Linked DNA regions of Mus musculus: region 2 is linked to region 1. A link is a contact called in public HiCAR-type data. All regions are on one chromosome and are shown on one strand. The core of a region is the stretch at or near the end of the contact, and the rest is flanking DNA. Distances in the headings are between cores, read along the strand shown.

The links. HiCAR-type assays count read pairs that join an accessible place to other places.
Region 2: a contact with region 1 is called in a HiCAR-type map of embryonic stem cells, with 2.0 times the contacts expected there. The contact joins the promoter of Rxrg here to the enhancer-like site in region 1. A contact is called at or near these places in 7 of 39 promoter capture datasets (3T3-L1-derived adipocytes, the C10 cell line, the HPC-7 cell line and 4 more), 2 of 484 Hi-C or Micro-C datasets (embryonic stem cells and group 2 innate lymphoid cells), 1 of 115 datasets of contacts at active chromatin or transcription factors (embryonic stem cells) and 1 of 9 other capture datasets (adipose tissue).

The regions. Positions count from the first base shown.
Region 1 is chr1:167,496,968-167,500,440 of GRCm38.p6, reverse strand. No RefSeq gene overlaps it. Among named protein-coding and RNA genes, the nearest start is that of Lrrc52, 32 kb to the right of the region's middle. Within about 2 kb of position 1,475, at least 26 of the 459 cell types and tissues checked have an H3K27ac peak or open chromatin away from gene starts, as enhancers often do. A contact at or near this core is called in embryonic stem cells and group 2 innate lymphoid cells, where this site is marked.
Region 2 is chr1:167,596,691-167,600,012 of GRCm38.p6, reverse strand. It overlaps Rxrg (retinoid X receptor gamma), which reads right to left and starts at 1,651. Exons shown (of 10, transcript NM_009107.3): 1 at 1,213-1,651. The coding sequence starts at 1,261.

The DNA of each region.
Region 1 (3,473 bases), core at 226-2,725:
TAAGATGTGACTGTGTCCTAGGATGGCAGGGAGTTTTATGCATGGGGTCAGCGTGAGTACATAGAGGCTTCTGTATTTCCTACAGTGCATCTCTCTACCATTCTTGGAACCCCCGGGCAAGCTTCTTGAGACTCATGCTCTTAATTAAGAGCCATGTGGCACAATGGAAAGTCCCTTACACTTGTGACAAGAAGGTCAGCAGTCAGTCTTCTTTCTGACCTCTGGAAGGCTACTGACACCATGGCCCTTTAGGAAGGCTTCCCATGCATCGGTGTTTGCTTTAGGATTCCCCTATGAGGATTAAATGAGCAGCCAGTGTGGTAGATTCCTGTGGCTGAGCCAGTTATTTCTTCCCCTCTTCTCCATTCCCAGCTGCAATTCCTTTAGCAAAAGGCACGGGGTGCATTTTCCCACACCTCGATGCTGGCTGTAGCTGTGGGGCTTGGTTTTGCTAGGATGGGAGTCTTGCGTGTCTCTAGTTGATCTCTCCTGACTCGTCTTCACCTTGAGGTCATGTCTGTCTTCACTTTGTGGAAGATAAAAGGACATGTGGATGAGCTGTGTCACCTGGGCCAGCTCAGTCAATGCTACCCTAGAGTAACTGATGGCCATTCCACCCCCAGATATGTAATCAGCCCTCACTAAGATCAGCAAAGCTACCTAAGCAGACCTCTGAGCATAGGAGCAATAAGTATGCACTGCTGTGTGCCACTGAGGTTCTGTGGTTGCTGTGTAGCATGATTTTTACAGCAGATAACTAGTAGACTGTGAGGCTGCACTCTCACAAACGGAACAGTACTGTACTATTAACACGTGGGAAGGGACATACAGCTACATAATTCTGACTATGTATTATCCCTTAGCCTGTGATACATTATACTCTGTGAAATGTTTCAGAGGGTTAGCGAATCAAAGTTTAATTTGGACAGGACCTTGGATACAATCTATCATTCTTGCTGGGCATGGAGTCTTTTCTGCTCCCATTATCTTTTGTCTGTACTATCAGCTTGTTCATTCAGACACTTCTTCACCCAAACAGTCATGAGCTGTCGGCCATAAATCCTGTCCCCTTCCCCGTGTAGACAGCACAGGAGGCTGGGTCCTGTTCCGGCCTCCATCCACCACGTCTCCGTGTTAGCATCTGTTAGCAATGCTCTGTGTTGTGATTTGCAATTTTTTTCCCCAGATGCATTCAGCATGCAGCCACTTTGACAAGCTAAAAGCTGTTAATGCAGGATCATTTATTACGTTTTCCTGCACACTGCATTAATCTTAAGGACCCGGCTTAATGCACGCAATGACATCGTCTCTGAATACAGAAGGGCTGGTCTACAAAGGCTTATGAAGTAAGCATCTTCCTAAATTTCCCAAGGACTGGAAAGCCAGAGGAATAAATTGGAAGAGAAACTAGGCAAGCTGTTTTCTATTTTCTAAAGGAAGGAAGGAATTATTTAGCCAGACGAGGGGCTCTTTTGGGCACCTCACACATTGTTATTGCTGAACAAATGGTTATTATTATTCTTAGCAACGAAGTGACTCACGGTGGACCTTTTCTTCCCTAAAAGGAATGGAAGTGTTTTCCAGGTCCCGTTGCTGCATCCTGAACGGTGTGTTCACCTTAACAGTTGAAGGATCTTCCCCCTCCTCTAACCTAGAAGGAAGCAGGAGGCAGAATGCCTGTCTAGAAAAGTGACAAATCAGACATGACACACATACAGGCCCATTACCTCTGTCATATTCCTCCTCTTAACTTTTCTCAGCAATGAAGGTTTCCATGAGCCTCCCACTCCTTTTTGCATCCCGCTCATAAGGGAGTTGTAATTAAATCTCCTTGATCTCCCAATGTCTCTGCCACGTAAAATGATGTTTTCTAAGAAAAGTTTCCTTCTGTATTTCCTGACTCCGACCGGGTGGCCATCAGAATCCGTCCCTCCTTCTGGTCTAAACTGTAATTCAGGACAAGCCCCACCTCCTCCAGTCAGTCTTCTCTGAGTACTTAGCCCACTCTCCCCTTGATGCCCTCTTCCTCTTCCTCCTTCCTGGCTCTAGCCTTTCCTCCCCTCTCATTTACTTTAAACCACTCCATCAAGGTCCCTACCATCACCCACGCTTAGGCTCTGAGCAGGTGACGAAGCCATCTTCGACTGAGCCTGCATCACAGGAGCCATGGGTACCAGGCACGGTACCAGGGGCGAGCACAGCAGACACTCCCCATCCTCCCTCACAGCAGCATCCTGTTCCCCTGAGAGTGCTGTCAGGGAGCCTAGCCTTAATGAGCATCGCCTTTGTTCCTAGCTTGTTAGCATCACAAAGAGCGTAAGGCGCACGATTTACCTGGAGGAGACCTGGAGGCTTCTTTAAAAAAAAATCTTTTTGAGAATCCTCAGCCCCCTGACTTTGGTCCAGATTTGTCCTAAGAACCGCAGGGTTGGGTCATAAGGAAATACAAAACCAAGTCTATAAGACGATATAAACAAATATAAATACAAAACCAAGCTATAAGAGAATATGTTATTTTGATGTAGACTTAAATACAGCATATGTGTATAAAATGTAAGTCTCAAAGATATTAGAAAGACAATGGTAGGTGGAGGAAGGACTTGGGTTGAGCAAGGGGTGGAGAGGGGAGAGCTGGCACGCCTGTGAGGGTGGCTCTAGCCCCAGAAGGTGAGAAGGTGGCCAGGCTGGAGTCTCCAAAGGATGCAGAGCTCAGGGAGTGAGAATGGCGGTAGCTGTGCTTTCACAGACCCTCCTAAACAAAGAGCTGAACAGGCAGCCATTGTCTATCTAGACTCACGGAATGGCAGGTAGGCTTGCCTGGCTGGGACAACACCCTGTGACAAATGCCAAGACAAATAATCTTCATTTTTCTTCTCAATAAAAAGAACCTGCCTAGGTTACTGGTTTTTAAGAGGCCCCATTAAATCCATGTCCTGGACAGGAAATGTGTACTTACGTTGATAATGTGCAGTATAACAATAACTCAGCCACCACCAATTATTCTTTAAGAGCCCCGTGTTAACCCCTAACAGGGCCTATCCCTCTGGTCTGTGGGTTGCCCATTTCCCCATCAGATGGAGTGTGCACCCACTGCGTAATCTTTGTGCTCATCTCCCTGCTTCCCTCAAAGGTGACAGAGAAGGAGTTCCTAACTGCAAAGAAAGTACTCTGATTTCATCTCTCACCCACAGCTGCTGCCCACTCTGCTTCCATCTCTCAGAGGCTGGACTTCCTGCCGCAGGCTTCCAGCAAGCTCTAGACCTCTGTCGTCCTTATTAAATACATTTCCTGTGTGAGTGTGTGTGGGGTGTGTGTGTGTGTGTGTGTGTGTAGTGCATACATGTGTGCAGTACATACATGTATGCACATGTATGTGCATGGACATGTGAAAGCCAGAGAATGACATCCGGTATCTCCTCCCTGCCCCACTCCCTCCTGCCCCATCTCTGTCAATCCATTGTTCCCTTGAGGCA
Region 2 (3,322 bases), core at 402-2,901, 99 kb before region 1:
TCATTCACAGTCAGTCTCCAGGTGGCCGGCCCCTGTTTGGCTCAAAGAGTTACTGGATGCCCCCTGAAGGAATGGGATACCCCCCTCACCCAAAGCCTCCAAACAAGGGACAGCAGTGTGTCACAGTACCTCACAGAGGACTCAGCCCAGTCAAGAAGGCAAACTTTCCTCCCAGGCCTTTGGGATAAATTGGCTGCCTGTTCACAGAGGAGGCCAAGAGAGCAGGGACTTCAGTTCTTAAGATCTTGCAAATCTATCTGCTCTATCCTGTCTGCCAGAATCCATAGAGCATGGTCTCTGACTTTGGTTCCCAAGAACACGAACTCCATGCCACCTCTAGACACATGAGAAGTCAGTTGGTTTGGCTGCTGGTTGCATTTACACGTGGATGGGTGTCTGGGCTACTCCTGTCCCTGATGGGAGGGGTCCTTAAGGACAGATGCCCTGGCATGAAGGCAGCCAGTGAGTGAACTCAGCCTCCTGAAGCTTCCGCGGGAAGTGAGGGACTCCCCTGCCTGGCTGGGCTATGTGGAGCCACAGTTTGTAGGTTCTCAGAACCTGGCCTTCCCTACCCCCAGCCCTAGATCTCGACCCCCAGGGCGGAAATGAAGACAGCAACCCTTGCTGTGGAATTGGGGGCAGCAGCAGGGGAGGAGAGAAGAGGTTATTAGCAAATCAAAAGGGAAGAAAGCAGGGAGGAAACAGTGTGGCAAATTAAAGGGCTATGTTTCCCTTCTGAAAATCCAACTGTAAAGAAACGAGCTTTTAAGTAAAAACAACCTTGCCCTTGTTGTAAAGTATTTCCGGGACTTTTTGCCCAAGCAAAACCTTTTACATCACTTTTCCCCCCTCATTACAAATTAAATTAAATAATAGGTACATCTTAGCAATTTCCCTCACTCTCACTTTTCACACCCACACAGACATGTGGGGTTGTAGCAAAGCTTTGTTTCAAACCCTTTCCAACACGCTGGTTCAGACTCTCATAAATATCCCAGGACCTTCTTCTGATATGCAAACATGCCTTCACCTTGGGACCATTCTGTCTTCTGCATGGACAAGCACCCACGAAACGCGCCGTGTACCCACTACACATGCATATGAACATGCACGCTGGCCTTCCGATTCCAAGCTACGTTTATCCCGTTTCCTCCCCGGCCTCTCCCGGACAGGTTCACACTCAAGACGGTGAAGCCCAAGTGAGGTCCTTACCACCAAAGCCGGTGGGAAACTTCATGAAGTGGGAATAATTTCCATACATGTTGGCTGCTCAGTTCATTCCTCTGCTGCGCTTCTGAAGAGTACAGCCTCTCTCTCTCTCTCTCTCTCTCTCTCTCTCTCTCTCTCTCTCTCTCTCGGCTCCCAGGCACAGCCGGGCTTCCGTCAACTTGGGCTAACAAGAGTGGCCATCGCTTGCTAGCAGCCGGGAGAGCGCAGGCTGGGCCAGCCCTCTGGGATTAGTCAGGAATCTGCCTCTAGATCCGAGAGTCCACATAGTGTTGAGAGGCTGTGGCGGCCGCAGCAGCTGGTGCCTGTCAGTAATCACGCATAATGCTGCCGCCGCTGCTACCTCTCCTTGCCTCTTGCCGCCGCCGTCGCTGCTGCTGTTGCTACTGCTGCCGCCGCCGCCGCCGCCGCCACCACTGCGCCTGAGATCCTGTTGCTAGTTTGATTAACTCTGGGTTGGGCTGCTGTGAGCGACTCTTCCAGCTCCCCGCTAGTCCCCAGAGGTTCCTACCGGGTGGCACAATCTATTAGCTGGGAACCAATCGATGTGTGACTGCCCTAGTGGGTCAGGAGAAAAGGAGGGGGAGATGGCAGGCGATAAAGACTCTTTAGGTGCCTTTTCCTTGACTCGCACCCACAAAAAAAAATCAATGGGGTTTTATTAAAATGCATTTTCTCACTCTGGCTCCTCTCTGTCCAGTGCACTTGTTATTTGATCTGTGAAAGGGGGCGGGGGTTGGGGGCCAAGAGAGAACAGAGCCCTTTCATAAGGCACGAAATTAGAAAAGCATGAGACTAGATGCCCAAAGACGGAAAAACTAAAATAGAGCAGCCTTTAGATTTGGATTGGGCCCCTCCTGCTTGGGTGGCCAGCAACAGTGGTCTGGACTCTAACAATTGAAGCTCACACAGCAGGTTCACAGGGAGCCTTACCTACAGGTAGGAAGGGGATGTTGCCTCCACAGAGTGGTACCCACTCTGATGTTTCACTGGGGGAATAACTTCACCTTGAGCAGCATCATTGTGCCATCTGCTCAAAGATGGTCCCAGCATCCTCACTGACACCGAGATTCCCTTGGTTAGAGCCAACCAACTCACAGTGGAAAGTGTAAGACCCTTTGATTTTTTGGGTCTGTTGTTCAGATTCTCTGAGAAAGCACCGCTCAGGCTATACCTGAACACCTTAATGTTGGGAACTCACTCCCATCCCACCCCATCCCATCCCATCTCTAGAGAGCAATTCAACAACCGATTTCCTCTCGATGACGCGTCTTTGTGCAGGATCTCAGCCACAGAACAGCCGCCTATGGAGTTTGTCACTGGATCATCTGAACGATCTATCATGTCAACTAGTCATGCCTTCCCTAGATGCTCCTGGTTTTTCCAGACCATCCATGTATCATTAAGATTTCAAGACATAGAGAGGGGGCTGGGGAAATGGCTCAGCGACTAAGAATGTTTGATGGGCATGTTTCTCGATCTGAGTTCAGAACCCCACACCCACCCCATGGAACACAGTCAAATGTGGCCACGTGTACCTACAACCCCAGCAGTGGGGAGGGGAGGGGAGTCAGGAGGATTGATGGATGGACTGGCTAGCCATCAGCCTAGCTGAAGAAGAAATGGTGAGCTCTGGGTTCACAGGGAGACTGGGACAGAGCGGGAAGACACCTGGCATCCTTTTGCTGCCTTCTGCATTTGTGTGTATGGGTATGCACCCTTGTGTACATACATACGCCAAACACACACGCACATGTGCGCACACACACACACACACCTTGTTTCTAATAATGCCATTTCTATAAACACCCTCAAGGTAGAGAAAGGGGTTAGCTACACTCGTATGACTTCTCCAGTATGGGCCAAACTGTTCTTCAAGTTGTGGTAAGGAAGGTAACAAGGGCCAATGTCACGGGACACGAACTGAGGAGTTTCACAAAGGATGTTGTTTTCCCCTGACACAGTGTAGGGCATGGATGGCCAGAGAGGTAAATCAAATCAGGGTACTACAGGACAAAGTCAACTCTGGGAGAAACCAAACTGAAAATGAAGGAAAAAGTGCAGAGGTAAGAACAAAGTCAAGGGACTGGAGAGG